Linked DNA regions of Arachis hypogaea: region 1 is linked to region 2. A link is a contact called in public Hi-C data. All regions are on one chromosome and are shown on one strand. The core of a region is the stretch at or near the end of the contact, and the rest is flanking DNA. Distances in the headings are between cores, read along the strand shown. Region 1 overlaps LOC112754906 (a long non-coding RNA gene). Region 2 has its middle 24 kb from the start of LOC112760452.

Evidence for each region. A called contact is a pair of places that touch in the nucleus more often than the background predicts.
Region 1: a Hi-C map of an unstated tissue shows a contact between it and region 2, with 2.4 times the contacts expected there. The contact joins two enhancer-like sites. A contact is called at or near these places in 5 of 8 Hi-C or Micro-C datasets (leaf and an unstated tissue).

Annotation. Positions count from the first base shown.
Region 1 is chr16:126,244,956-126,251,137 of arahy.Tifrunner.gnm2.J5K5, reverse strand. LOC112754906 (a long non-coding RNA gene) reads left to right here. Exons shown (of 5, transcript XR_011874540.1): 4 at 783-833; 5 at 932-1,338. Among protein-coding and RNA genes, the nearest start is that of LOC112754906, 8.5 kb to the left of the region's middle. Within about 2 kb of position 1,772, at least 2 of the 3 cell types and tissues checked have open chromatin away from gene starts, as enhancers often do.
Region 2 is chr16:126,196,646-126,203,316 of arahy.Tifrunner.gnm2.J5K5, reverse strand. No RefSeq gene overlaps it. Among protein-coding and RNA genes, the nearest start is that of LOC112760452, 24 kb to the right of the region's middle. Within about 2 kb of position 4,811, at least 1 of the 3 cell types and tissues checked has open chromatin away from gene starts, as enhancers often do.

The DNA.
Region 1 (6,182 bases), core at 523-3,022, 51 kb before region 2:
ACGCTGATGTAGCTTTTTTCACTTCTCAATATCCTCCAAAAATAATAAGTAATATTGTTATAGAACCCTTTCACACTCTGATCTTACGTGCTCCAATTCATTCCTATTTCTGCACTTGATCCCTTTTTCTTCCTTCACTAACTGACCTTGGATTCTCGCCATCAACTTGTAATCTTGCAGCCTGTTAGGGACGTGTATTATGGGATGCCCAAAGTCCGCATCACGTAGTCTGGGATGTATGAAGAACAATTAAACTTTAGAATTTTAAGTGTATGAACTTTTAATATATACAATGATCATAAACTGGTTCTCTAACACGGTCAGACCAAAGCTAGCATTAATAAGCTAGTATTATACTAACAAGCTAGCATTATACTTATCAGACTTAGAGCCTGTTAGGTTGAGCTGGATTATTAGTTTGTTAGTCAGTTAGAGTGGAGGGTCTGTTTTTGTTACACCTTCTTAGCTGATTCTATTATACTAAGCTTCTATATATAGCTAATACAGTCTCTCTTGTATACACAGAGTCTCAGTCAGTAATAATTCAATAACTCTTCTTGCATTTTAATATGCTTGCTATCTAAAAAAAATTAATTCTTCTTCCAACGAGTCACCTGCTTTCTAATTTTTAGGTTTTGAGTCTCTGGATTAATTTTGAAATTCATATACTGTAAAGGATTACAATGTATCAGGTTATATCCAAACAGTATTTGAACATTATTGTTGGTATTTTGTGCTGGCACGCTATGAAAATACTCTTGTCGTTAAACTGGATATTGCAGCACGAGAGGAATTCAAGCTCATAGAACATGGAATTGAACGACTTTGGGGATGTAAGAAAGACAACTTTTTGGCTGTTAATGTAATAAGATTATGTTCACACACTAATTCTACATATTATGGGCTTGTTTGGCTATGATGTACTTCTCAGGGTTATCTCGATCCCAGATTCAGGAGGCATCCGAAGAACCAGGGGAGGTGGTTCCATATTCAATGGAGAAAAAGGACGTCTCCTCCGATGGCTCTGATGAGGCTGATTCTGTTGGATGAAAGGCCTCGATGCTGTCATATGACCTCAATAAAACACCAGACGAGAATGAATATCCTTATAGTGGAATGTCTCCTGAAAAGAAGAGTGTGTGGCACTTGACTATGTGGGCAAAACGATACTTGAAACCTTGAGGATAGTGCAATAGTTTAGTTGAAAAATTTCGATTCAGGTTTATAGAATAGCCAAGACTTGTTTGTTGAATTTGTCATGACTTTATAATTGTTCAGATTATTATACTTACTTTTATTATTGTTCCCATTATTATTATTACCATTGTGATTACTATATTATCAAGACTGATACCCTCTATCATTTTAGTACACTATCCATTATTATTATTATTATTATTATTATTATTATTATTATTATTATTATTTTAAAATTAAAAAAAATCAATAATAAATTTATTTTCTTTAATATTTTTATTTTTCAGATTCCTCATGCGATAATCATTCCTGTAATTATACTATTTTTATGAAAATATATACTCATTATAATAAATATTATTATACTTACTATTATTATTGTTTACATTATTATTAATATTAATATGATTAATTCAGAATAAAAGAAAATTAAAAAATTGGTTTATTGCTATTCCTCTTATGAAATAAAGCAGCATTCGCGCCCCATCTCTTCTTCTCAATCCTTATACACTGTATACCACCTTAGCCCTACCTCACAGCTCTGAATACATTGAACCAACCTCCCCCAAGAGAAGCTCTCACCTCTCGTGCTCTAGCCTGTCTAGTGGTGTCAATATAACCCAAGACCCTAGGGCTGGCCCTAAACCTTTTAATTTAATTTTAGCCCACAGCCCTAAAATTACAAAAATACATCTTACAAGGCCCTGGCCCTAATGAAGCCCTAAAAAAATAATTAAAATAGGGCTGGCTCTAAAAGCTCTAAAAGCCCCAAACATGTCTCTGTCTTCTACTCTTCTCCTCTCGATGCGCCGTGCATAGCATTACTCGCTTCTCGCTTCTCAGATTGAACATCATTGCTCTGTAGCTCGTTTTCATCATTCTGTAAATTTCTTCTTCTTCTCTCCCTCTCTTTCTTTCTTATCTGCAATTTTAGTTTTCTACTCTTCTATCACTTCTTGTTTTCATTTTGCAAAGAAAAAAAAAAGCATTCATTTTGGTGAATCAATGCCATTTTCACATGTATTCCATCAATTTTCTTACGCTAACATCGTCTTCATCATTCCAACTTTTTAGCTTCTGAGTTTCTCTCTTTTTAGCTTCTTCTTCTGGGTATCTCAAGAATCTTTGAGCAACTTCTACTAGCTGCATGTTCCACTTTAATGGCTCAATCCGAACACTTGTTCATGCAGTGTTCTAACCTTCTAGGTAATCTATTGGAAAGTCATCACCTATCATGCCTAGTACCAAGAGCATGCTTACTAAACTCATTATTTCCATCTTTGTTCCTTTTGTTCAGAGTTGGATTATTATTATGTTGTAAACTTGTAATAGGATGTGGTTATGTATGTATATAGTTTATTTATTTATATTATATCATGTTTGTCTTTTGATATATCTCAAGTCTCAACGGTGACCCTTGGCTCTGAATTGAAGTCTGATTTTTCAAAATAATCATTGGGGCTATCGAAGTCTTGATTTAGTTAAGTATATTTCATCGTTTGGGTGATATAGTTCAGTTTAGAGTAGCATCTTGTACTCGATATTTTAAGCCATCTTTGTCAATATAAAAGGAAATTAGAATAAACCGGTTTAGTAAAAATTTGATTATTTGTAAAATTTGATTTGGAATATCGTTTTAGTTTTTGAAGAATAAACCAGTTTAGTAAAAATTTGAACGTTTAGAAAATTTGATTTGGAATATTGTTTTATTTTTTGACTTTATAAATAGAGTTTATTTTGTGGACCTGGTCAATGGAGTTTTGATTGTTTAAATATGATAGAGATTGTTGAAATAGAGATTGAAAAAGTAACAAAAAAAAGAGGATTATCCATGGGCAAGCCCTATGATGTTTGGCCCATGACGGCTTTTGGCCCTGCAAGATTTTTTGAAAATTTGGCCCTATAAAGTAGGGCCAAGCATATTGACACTAATAGACCTGTCTTTGCTATCGTTGACGAGGGCTGCTCATCTCGCGTTGCAGTCTCGGTCTCTAGAAGCTGCTAGCCGCGTCGCTGTCTCTGCCCACGTGGTCGTCGTCGGTTCGGGCCTGCTATTGGCCTGTCCTCTCTGCTCTGGTAACCACCAGTCTTTTTTTTCAATTTGTGATGTTAAAATGTGATTATGGTAAGTGTTCTTATTGTTAATGAGGTTTGTGTATGTTTCGATAATTGTATGCTGCTCCTCTATCTTTTGATCAAATTTGGTAACATTTAAAGAGATAATAAATTTGATCAAAGTTCTATCATGATAACCAATGCTCTGAACCTTCCAATTAATCATGTCTCATTTTTTTATGAAATCCTACTCCATCAACTTCACCAACACACAAGTAATTTTGATGAAATCCTACTCCAATTAATTATCTCATTTGTTACCAAACGCATTTCGCGTATCTATTAAATTGATTTGTGTATTTACCAATTTATGATTACTTGTCATTCTTTCACTTAGAACCTGCATTTAGTTGGATGGATTAGTATGATTAAAGCATTTGTGAGACTGTAGTTTTCAATATAGTTTTAATAAAATGCTGTTGTTTAATCTTTATGTTTGGATATATAAATTTTGATGCCTGTGTCTTGCTGCCTTCTGACCTGGACAAGGGTACAAATAACATAAAAAACCTCCCCAATTTTAGGGATAAGGTTTTATATTGTGCTCAAACCCAGAGCGTCATGCACTAGGTCACATGTCTTATAGATGTTTAATTTATCATTGTTGATGACTGCTATTCAAAATTGCTCTTGGTTTGTTAGGTAATGCTGTTAGGTAAATATATTATGATTATTGAGATCATGATAAGAAATTTTTAGTTTGTGATAAATACAAGAGTTTAATTTGATTAGCCCAAAACTATAATAATACATTTTCTTCCTATACATGGATTTGTTGCAAAATAGAGTTTGATATCCAAGAAAAAAGTTTCTAGCATGGTTAGACTTAAAATTGAGGATGAGAAATTATGATTTGTGTATTTGACCAATTTGTGATTACCTGTCCTTCTTTCATGCATTTAATTGGGTGGATTAGTATGATTAAAGAGTTTGTGAGACTGCAGTTTTCAATATAGTTTTAATAAAATGTTGTTGTTTAATCTTTGTGTTTGGATATTTCTATTCTGATGCCTGTGTCTTACTGCCTTCTGACATGGACAAGGGTACAAATAACATAAAAAACCTCCCCAATTTTATGGATAAGGTTTTATATATCTACTATGCTCAAACCCAGAGCGTCATGCACTAGGCCACATGTCTTATAGATGTTTAATTTTTCATTGTTGATGACTGTAATTCAAAATTGCTCATGGTTTGTTAGGTAATGTTGTTAGGAAAATATATAATGATTTGTTCGTCACCAGATGATCTCGGGTGCTCGATGGGTCGGGTGATGGTGAAGGGATGAGCGGGCGAGACCCTGAAGTGGCTTGGAGCGGGTTCCTGGTCTGGAGTTGAAGACTGGCGAAATCGGTGGTAGAATGGAAGAGAGGGGGGTGGCCACCTGCAAGGACACTCCGACGATCAAGTCAGTGTCCGTACGAAATGATAGCCAAATTAGGTAAGGTGATGTGTACCTCGTGGGGAGTGCTGACCTCTCTCCTTATATACTGTGCTGGGCGGGCCCATAAATGACCTAGCCCACTGGCCAGGGTGCTTGTGAGCTGTCTCTGTCCACGTGGGGAGGGGGGGGGGGAGGTCGTTTCGGACTTCGGGTCGGGGCCTCGGGTGTTGCTCCGAGGAGACCGTCCTGACCGTTTTGCTAGGCGTGGTGCACTGGGTCGTGCAGATGGTAAAGTCGGGCGTCAACCGGGTCGGGTGTTAGGAACTGACCCGTTGGATTCTCCTTGTGAGGGATAGTTTGGGCCTGGGTCAGGGGTGGTGCCCCGACCCGACGGCTAACTGGGCTGGACTTGTAATGGTCCGTAACAGTGCCCCCAAAGTGCTAGCCTTGAGGTTTGGAGCTTGTGGCTAGGCGCGTTTGTCCTACTCGCCGAGACGGGATGTGTTCTTCTTCTCACGCATGGTTATCTCGTCTCTGACGCTGCCTCCTTGGCTTCTGTGTGGGGCATTAAATCCCATCATTTCATGATTTGAATTTTGCATGAAACGACGATTATGCCCCTGCCTTTTGGCGCTCTTCCTCGGCGGTTACGCTTTTTTCCCTATTTTTGTCTTGCAACCCCCTCATAAATTCATTCTCCCTCTTCTTCTATTCTTTCGTACTGCTGTCGCTTCCATCTTCTTCCCTGCTTTGCTGCTACTTCGATCTGCTTCCAATGTTCCTTCTTCCCTTTCTTCCTTCAACTTTGCGGATTCTGCATTTTTCCTGGTATGTTGCTTCGCAGTTTTTATTTTGGTATTTTCTTGTGTATTTTCGTATGCATGCCTGGTTTTTGCTTGCTTCTTTTTCTAGAGGGGCGCCATTGGATTTTCCTAAGATTTTGCTTGAGTTCTGGGTTAGTTTAAGGGTACTTAGGGGGTGATTTTGGGAGTTGTAGTTTTGTTTTTACTGCTTTAAGGATTTCCGACGTCCCGTTCTGACTAAGTGGTGCCCTATTGAAGGTATGGCCGAGTGCCTCGTTCTTCCGAATCAGGCTCAGTGACCGCTAGCTGACTTCGTTGATCATTATGCTTGGGTTTCTTCCGACGTGAAGGACACCCCTTCCAAGGTCACGAAGGAGGGCCTCCAGGATTTGCGCCAGGCTGGGCTATTGTGTGGGGGTGGTCCCGAGGAAGCGTTTTATCAAGTTTATATTCCCGCTGATCGGGAGCGTGTTTGCCAAAAGAACCTGGCGGCTCCACGAGTTGTTGACTGGTTATGGGTTTACGAACCCATGTTCAGAACTTGGGGGTTCGTTTACCCTTTTCCCCCTTTGTCATGGGTTTGTTGAACCGTTGTGACGTTGCTCCGTCGCAACTGCACCCGAACAGCTGGGCTGCCATCCGATGCTTCGAGATGGTTTGTGAATACCTGGAGCTTCCGACCT
Region 2 (6,671 bases), core at 3,562-6,061:
TGCTAAGTATATATTTTTTGGTGATTTTTTTTCTCAACATCCAACAATACTTTTAAAAAATCACAAAAAATATATACTTATAGAAAAATCGCCAATTTTTAAAAATAACAATATCTTATTTTTCTAATCATGCTTTTAAAAAATTGCATCAAAATTCAATCTCTAAAGTATTTTTTGAGAAATACATATTTAATATTAAATACTTTTGTCATGTTTTTAAATTATTTGAAGAAATTTTTGTCAATAACAAAATTCGAATGTATTTTTATCGACGAAAAAATTATTCGAGTATGTTTTTGGTGGTTTACCCTTATATATATTTCTTTTACTAATAAAACTTCAAACCCTAATATTATAGCAACTATAACTATGCTAGTCCAAAAAAAACATAAAGCCTAGTTTAGTGGAACTAATTCAAAATTCAATTATATAGATTCATGAGAAAAAGATAAATAAATTTTTGTTCTTTTAATATAGAAATAAATATACTTTTAACTAATTAAAAAAACAAAAGTATTTCTCAATTTTCAAAATAAATATGTTGGCTGCTTACCATTGATTACAACAATAAATTCTTTCCAGAAAAGTTTCTCACTTATGTATACTCATCACTCATATAATTAATTAAAAAAACTAACAAATAAATTAAATCACAAAGTTTTGTTATAGTTTAATATCATAATAAAGAATTATAAAAATATATTAGAATAAAAAACTCAATAATAAATAATATAGAATAGCTATAATGTTTATTTAGAGATTCTTATATATATATAGTTTTAATACCATATATAGTTCTAGAATTCTTATTTTATTTGTTATTTTAGACATATAATACCACAATTTTAAAAAAAGAAATTACACAATAAATAATATGTATTTTTTGTAAATCGATAAGGAATACAAGATGATTTTTTTTCCAAATCTGTCAGAAAAATAAGGTAATGATAGAGGGATTAGTTAGGAGATTTATGAGGGAAGAGACCAAAAGTCTAGAACTAATGGTGAGAGAAACCTATATTAAGAGTGAGAGAATGTTTTTTTTTACCCAATTTATGTGGTTTACTTTTAAAATTTTATATGACACACCATTGATAATCTTACGTGTGATTGGCGAAAGTTTGCATTGAAGTGTGTCAATTGTTCTTTCCAGCATCATGTAATTATCGGAAAAGCATCTATGTGTGGTGTTGGAGTAAGTTGTCCTGTCATCACCTCTATGTCTGTTGGGTGTCAAAATTTTTTGAGGAGTGCTAGGTTGTATCCACCCTATAGGTGGACGTTTTTCATCCCTCAGTCTTGCTGTGGTGGTGAGAGTGTTTTTGGTTGTCGCCTCTTTTTTTTTTCCTTTCAGCGCACTCTTTTTTTTTCTATGTGCATTGTCATTCTTTCTTGGCGTGCTCTTTCTCTCACTTTTCGGCTTTCTTCAGCACCTGTGTTTATTTCATAGCATTTTATTTTGTCTTTCACGCTGCTTTAATAACGATTTCGGCCTCTTTCTGTTGTTTCTCCAATACTACCTTGAGTGTTTCCTCTAGCCTGTATATTTTTTAGATTAGTTAATCACCTTCTTGACTGAGGTTTGCCAGGGTGCTCGAGCTTTTTTCTGCCTTTTCCCCGACGTTGTATATAGTGGCGGTTCTAGAAAAACGGCCGCTAAATACAAGGCTGTGCATTGTCATTCTTTCTTGGCATGCTCTTTCTCTCACTTTTCGGCTTTCTTCAGCACCTGTGTTTATTTCATAGCATTTTATTTTGTCTTTCACGCTGCTTTAATGATGATTTCGGCCTCTTTCTGTTGTTTCTCCAATACTACCTTGAGTGTTTCCTCTAGCCTGTATATTTTTTAGATTAGTTAATCACCTCCTTGACTGGGGTTTGCCAGGGTGCTCGGGCTTTTTCCTGCCTTTTCCCCGACGTTGTATATAGTGGCGGTTCTAGAAAAACTGCCGCTAAATACAAGGCTGATTGCAGTCCTACTCCTAACTGTCGCGATATGCGCCGCAATTATTCATTTTGCATCTGCCGCAATTGTTGTAGTGAATGGTTGTTCTAACGTCGTGGTTTGAGTGCTTCAAGGTTTCAGATGAGTGATATTCCCTACAAAAGACACTAATGTTCTGCTTAAGAACTACTTACAGTGATGAAATGGAGATTGAGAAGGGGAGACACCAATCTATCATCGCCTCAGAGTCGAATGGGTGGTATACTACAAGGACTTCAATGATCAAATCTGTCTGAAGTCTACGAGATACTAAGATTAGGGCAGAAAAGATACCTAAGACGATTCTGCCCCCAGTATTTATAGTCTTTGGTGGCTAGGGATATGAGGAGAATCTGTTTCTAAATCTATACCATTTTGTGAAATCTAGTCCTGATTTGAATGGATACGATCCTCGAATGGGTCGGTTGAATGTTTCTTGGCCCAGCTTAGTAGCTGGACCGTAACAAATTTCATTTATATACATAGCCAATGCTATACTTATATTATAAATTATCAATCCTATCTTTTCAAATATAATCAAGAGTAAACTACCAAATCGGTATCCAAAAAATTTAGACTCTAACAAAATAGTACCTAAAAAATTTATAAGTTTGACAAAAATGACTAAACATTAATTTGTCATATTGCCATTAACGAAAACTACTTTTGTGGCTAACAGAATTTAATACATGGGCAAACTCTCCCCAAATTTCTATTTACCTATAGCATTTTTAATTAATTTATACAATAGCAAGGTGAAATAAGAAGCTTCACCAGCTCCCTCCCAACTCGCTCCTCTTCCTCTTCCTCTCTCTCCCTGTCTCTCTCCCTCTCCCTCTCCCCCTCCCTCTCTGTGTGAGCTTTCTCTTTCTCGTTCGGTCTCTCTTCCTCCACCTCCTTGGTTAGCAATGGTGACAACCACCCTCATCGCCACTGTTATCACCTCTTTCCTCTCTTTCCTCTGTGTCACAGCCGACTCCCTCTCCCTTTAACACTGTCGGTCTCTTTCACTCTCCTCTGTAATTTGGCCTTCTTTCTCTCTCTTCTATTACCGTTCTTTCCGGCAAGCACAACGATGCTAGCAAGGACCTCCTCGCTGTCACATCCTCCTCTTTTCTAAGAATATTAGAATTTAGGGTTTTTCTCAAGTGAATTGAGATTTTTTTTATCAAATTAAATTAAGAATTTATTGTTTTTCTTACGTGTTATTGTTTAAATTAATTAAAAATATTAGGTAAATAGATTGTTGGGATGAGTTTGCCATGTCATCAATTCTATTAGCCACCTTAGCATTTTTCGTTAACGAAAACGAGAGTAATTGACGTATGGTCATTTTTTTCAGATTTTAAAATTATTTAAGAATTTTTGTGTCAATAACATATTTCAAGTATTATTCTTTCGGTAGTTAACTCTATAATCAATCACGTGTATTACACTTATATGTGCCTCAACTTGTTTCTTACCATGAATTCTGATTTTTTTTTTTTTATTTTGGTAAATCATATTATGAATCTTTTTGTTTTTGTTTTTTGTTTTGGAGTAATTACAATCGCTAATTTGTTTTGAAGATCGTTTTTATGGTTAGACAAACACTTGTAGACCTATTCAGTGACTACTTATAATTTATGCCTTTTTGAAATGGGGGTTGTTTGATGCTGATAACGAATGTAATCGTGCTTCATTCTTCTACTAATTGATCGATTATCCAATTTAATTTATCATAATAAATAATTTTTTCTTAATTTCTCTACTCTATTCGCCTGAATACTCGGTTTAGTGTTCTTCAAACTTTTGAAAATAGCTTTAGGTTCTACCCTAGGAAAAAAAAAAAAATCATTCTCTTTTGTTATAAATTCTTAGTTTTCTTTTCTTTAATTTTCACTGTATTTCTAGGAATGTTTTTGTTTTATTAGGACTAATAATGAGATAGCAGAATGTTAATATCATCAATTCTTGCTTTGACTATTAATTAGATAATAAGGACAAAACTGATATTTACATCATATCACTTGTGTTGTTTGCATCAGCTACAGAAATAATGTCGAATTATGTTTACAGAAAGATTATCATCAAGAATGGAATCAAATTCCAACAACCCTCGATATCATTTATGCTTTGATATATATGCATTCATGATTATCTTAAAGCAAATTATTTTGATCAATCAATTAACTCAACCAGCAGAGACGATAAGCCGATTAGCCTTTTTCTCATTTAGGATGACTTGATTTCAATTCATATTTAGAAATTACATAATATTCAAACGTAAAAAGTTATACTACTATAAACTATATATCATCTAAACGAAAAAAAAAATTGACTATTGTTTCTAGAAAAATAATACTGTCACTCTACATATAATTTTTTGCATTGTACGTATACATAAATTTATAAAAAGAAAATGACATTATCACAATATTCCTATTCTTGTTTTTTATTACTTATATAAAATTTCTTTAACCAAGACAAAACCCATGATTGGGAAAACGGAATCAAACCCCGACAAACTTGAAATATTTTTTTAACGTAAATATAATTATGTCCCTATAACCATATATGAAGCAAATAGTATGCTATGATATCTTTATTGAAAACTCCGTCACATGATAAAATTTGGAAAATTTATAATTTGCATGACGAATGCTGGAAGTGATTTCAACCCTTTTCATGGGTAATACGTGCTAACTATTATTCTTGCTCCAATCATGAGGTTTAAGTTTATTTATTTATAATCTTGATTAATCGCCGTGATCAAAGGGGATGATCATGTTGCCAATGATATTTATTATTAGAACTTCAAATGATGGGAACATCATAATAAGGATGATATTCGTAGAGTCAGAGATTATCCGTGACGGAAAAGTTAAAGGAGACCGCAAAATTCTTATAGAGATGGAAATCTGTCTCTGTGAATGAATAAATAAAAACGGGAGCAAAAATTAATGTATCTGTATGTCCAACGAGAATCTACAAAATTCCTACAAAAGAGAATTTACTTAAATATTCTCATATAAATAAGTCTAATTCATCCTATACTTAAATAAAATATTTTTATTTTATTTTATTTTAATTTATATATTAAAAATTTTATATGTATATTAATTATGTTGTATTTGTATTTGAATTGTGTTTTAATTTGATATATTTGGTAAAATTGTATATTAATTTTATTTTAATTGCATTAATTTTTTAAAAAATTTAATATTCATGAATATTTGCAGATATCCATTTCCTCTGCAGAAGTGAAATAAACAAAGATCCGTAACAAAAATAAAACAAATACGAAAGACGTTTTACTAAATTAAATTGAAACAGGAGTGGGAAAGAAATCTTGGATACTATAGTGACTCATTACCATTCCTAATAACTTTCATTCTATAGTTATATACTTATATTGTTCTATCATCCGTGAGTTTATATTATTATGACAAAATAATTGTTTAGATAACGAATAATATATCTTAATTATGATTTGTTACGGTAATATTAATAAGGAGAAGATAGTATGTTTTAAACATTTTAGTTTGGAAAAGTATAGAATTTTTTTTTTTGTCCATGGTATTCTCCAACCCGACAGATAAAGAATTAATCTGCTGCAGATTTAAGTTCCATTTAAAAGGTCTGATTTGTCGCTAGCCAATGGGTTACTGCATGCACAAAACAGAATTCAAATCTCCGACACTTGTTTAAGTGGCCGAGTGAGCTGACCACTCAACTAACCCAAATTGGTTATAGAAAACCATTTAATTAACCAAACTAAGTTAGGTTGGTCAAGTAATTAATTCATTTGTCGGATTAAGTAAATGTCGTGGATTTGAGTATCGCTTTGTTGAATTTATTGACTAGTAAAAAACTTTTAAAAAGAATTCAGATCCGTGATGTGTTAGTCCTTGATCTACTAGACTAGAAAATACCATCGACAACAAAAAAAACTTAAATTAGTTAACTGTAGTAATAATTTTTTTTCTAATTTTAAAAATTCACATTTTTTTGAAAGATTTACGATTTAGAATTTATAATTTATAATGGAAGATTTGAGATTAATGTTTTATGATTTAGAATCTAAAATTTAAGATAAGTAAAATAATTTTTAAAAAATTACTGATGTTAGTTAAAAAATTTAACTCCTTACTTTTTTTTTTTTTAAACTTTTCAGTTGTTATATATATATAAGTATTGTTTGGTTAAAAATATTCCAATCTAATTCTCGTCCAATATCCAAAATTATTGGATTTTTCTTTTTTGCTCGCGTAATTTTTTTCAAAAAAATTAATTGTTATCATTTTCAATTTAAAATTTTTTGTTGTATCTTTATATACTTGAAAATTAAGGGTAATATATTTGTTCAAAACATATATAACAAAATTAGGGTTGGCTTGCAAAATATATATCCTACAAAAATTTATGAACAGTGTTGTTCATACCCTGGCCCAATAAATAGGGCCCAGGACCCAAGCAAAAAGGCCCAACTCAAAGGGTTGGCCCTCACCCAATACCAGTCTTCATCCCCAAAAGTCGGTACTGAACACGACCTGCTCCAAAGAAGTCGGATACGAGGGTTAGCTGGCAGATAACACTCATTCGAATGAGTAACTGCCCCTAGAAACTCTCTAACCACTTCATAGAGCCATATCTTAACCTCCCTAAGATATGGGAACGGTTATCCACCTAAAAAGGTGGCACTACT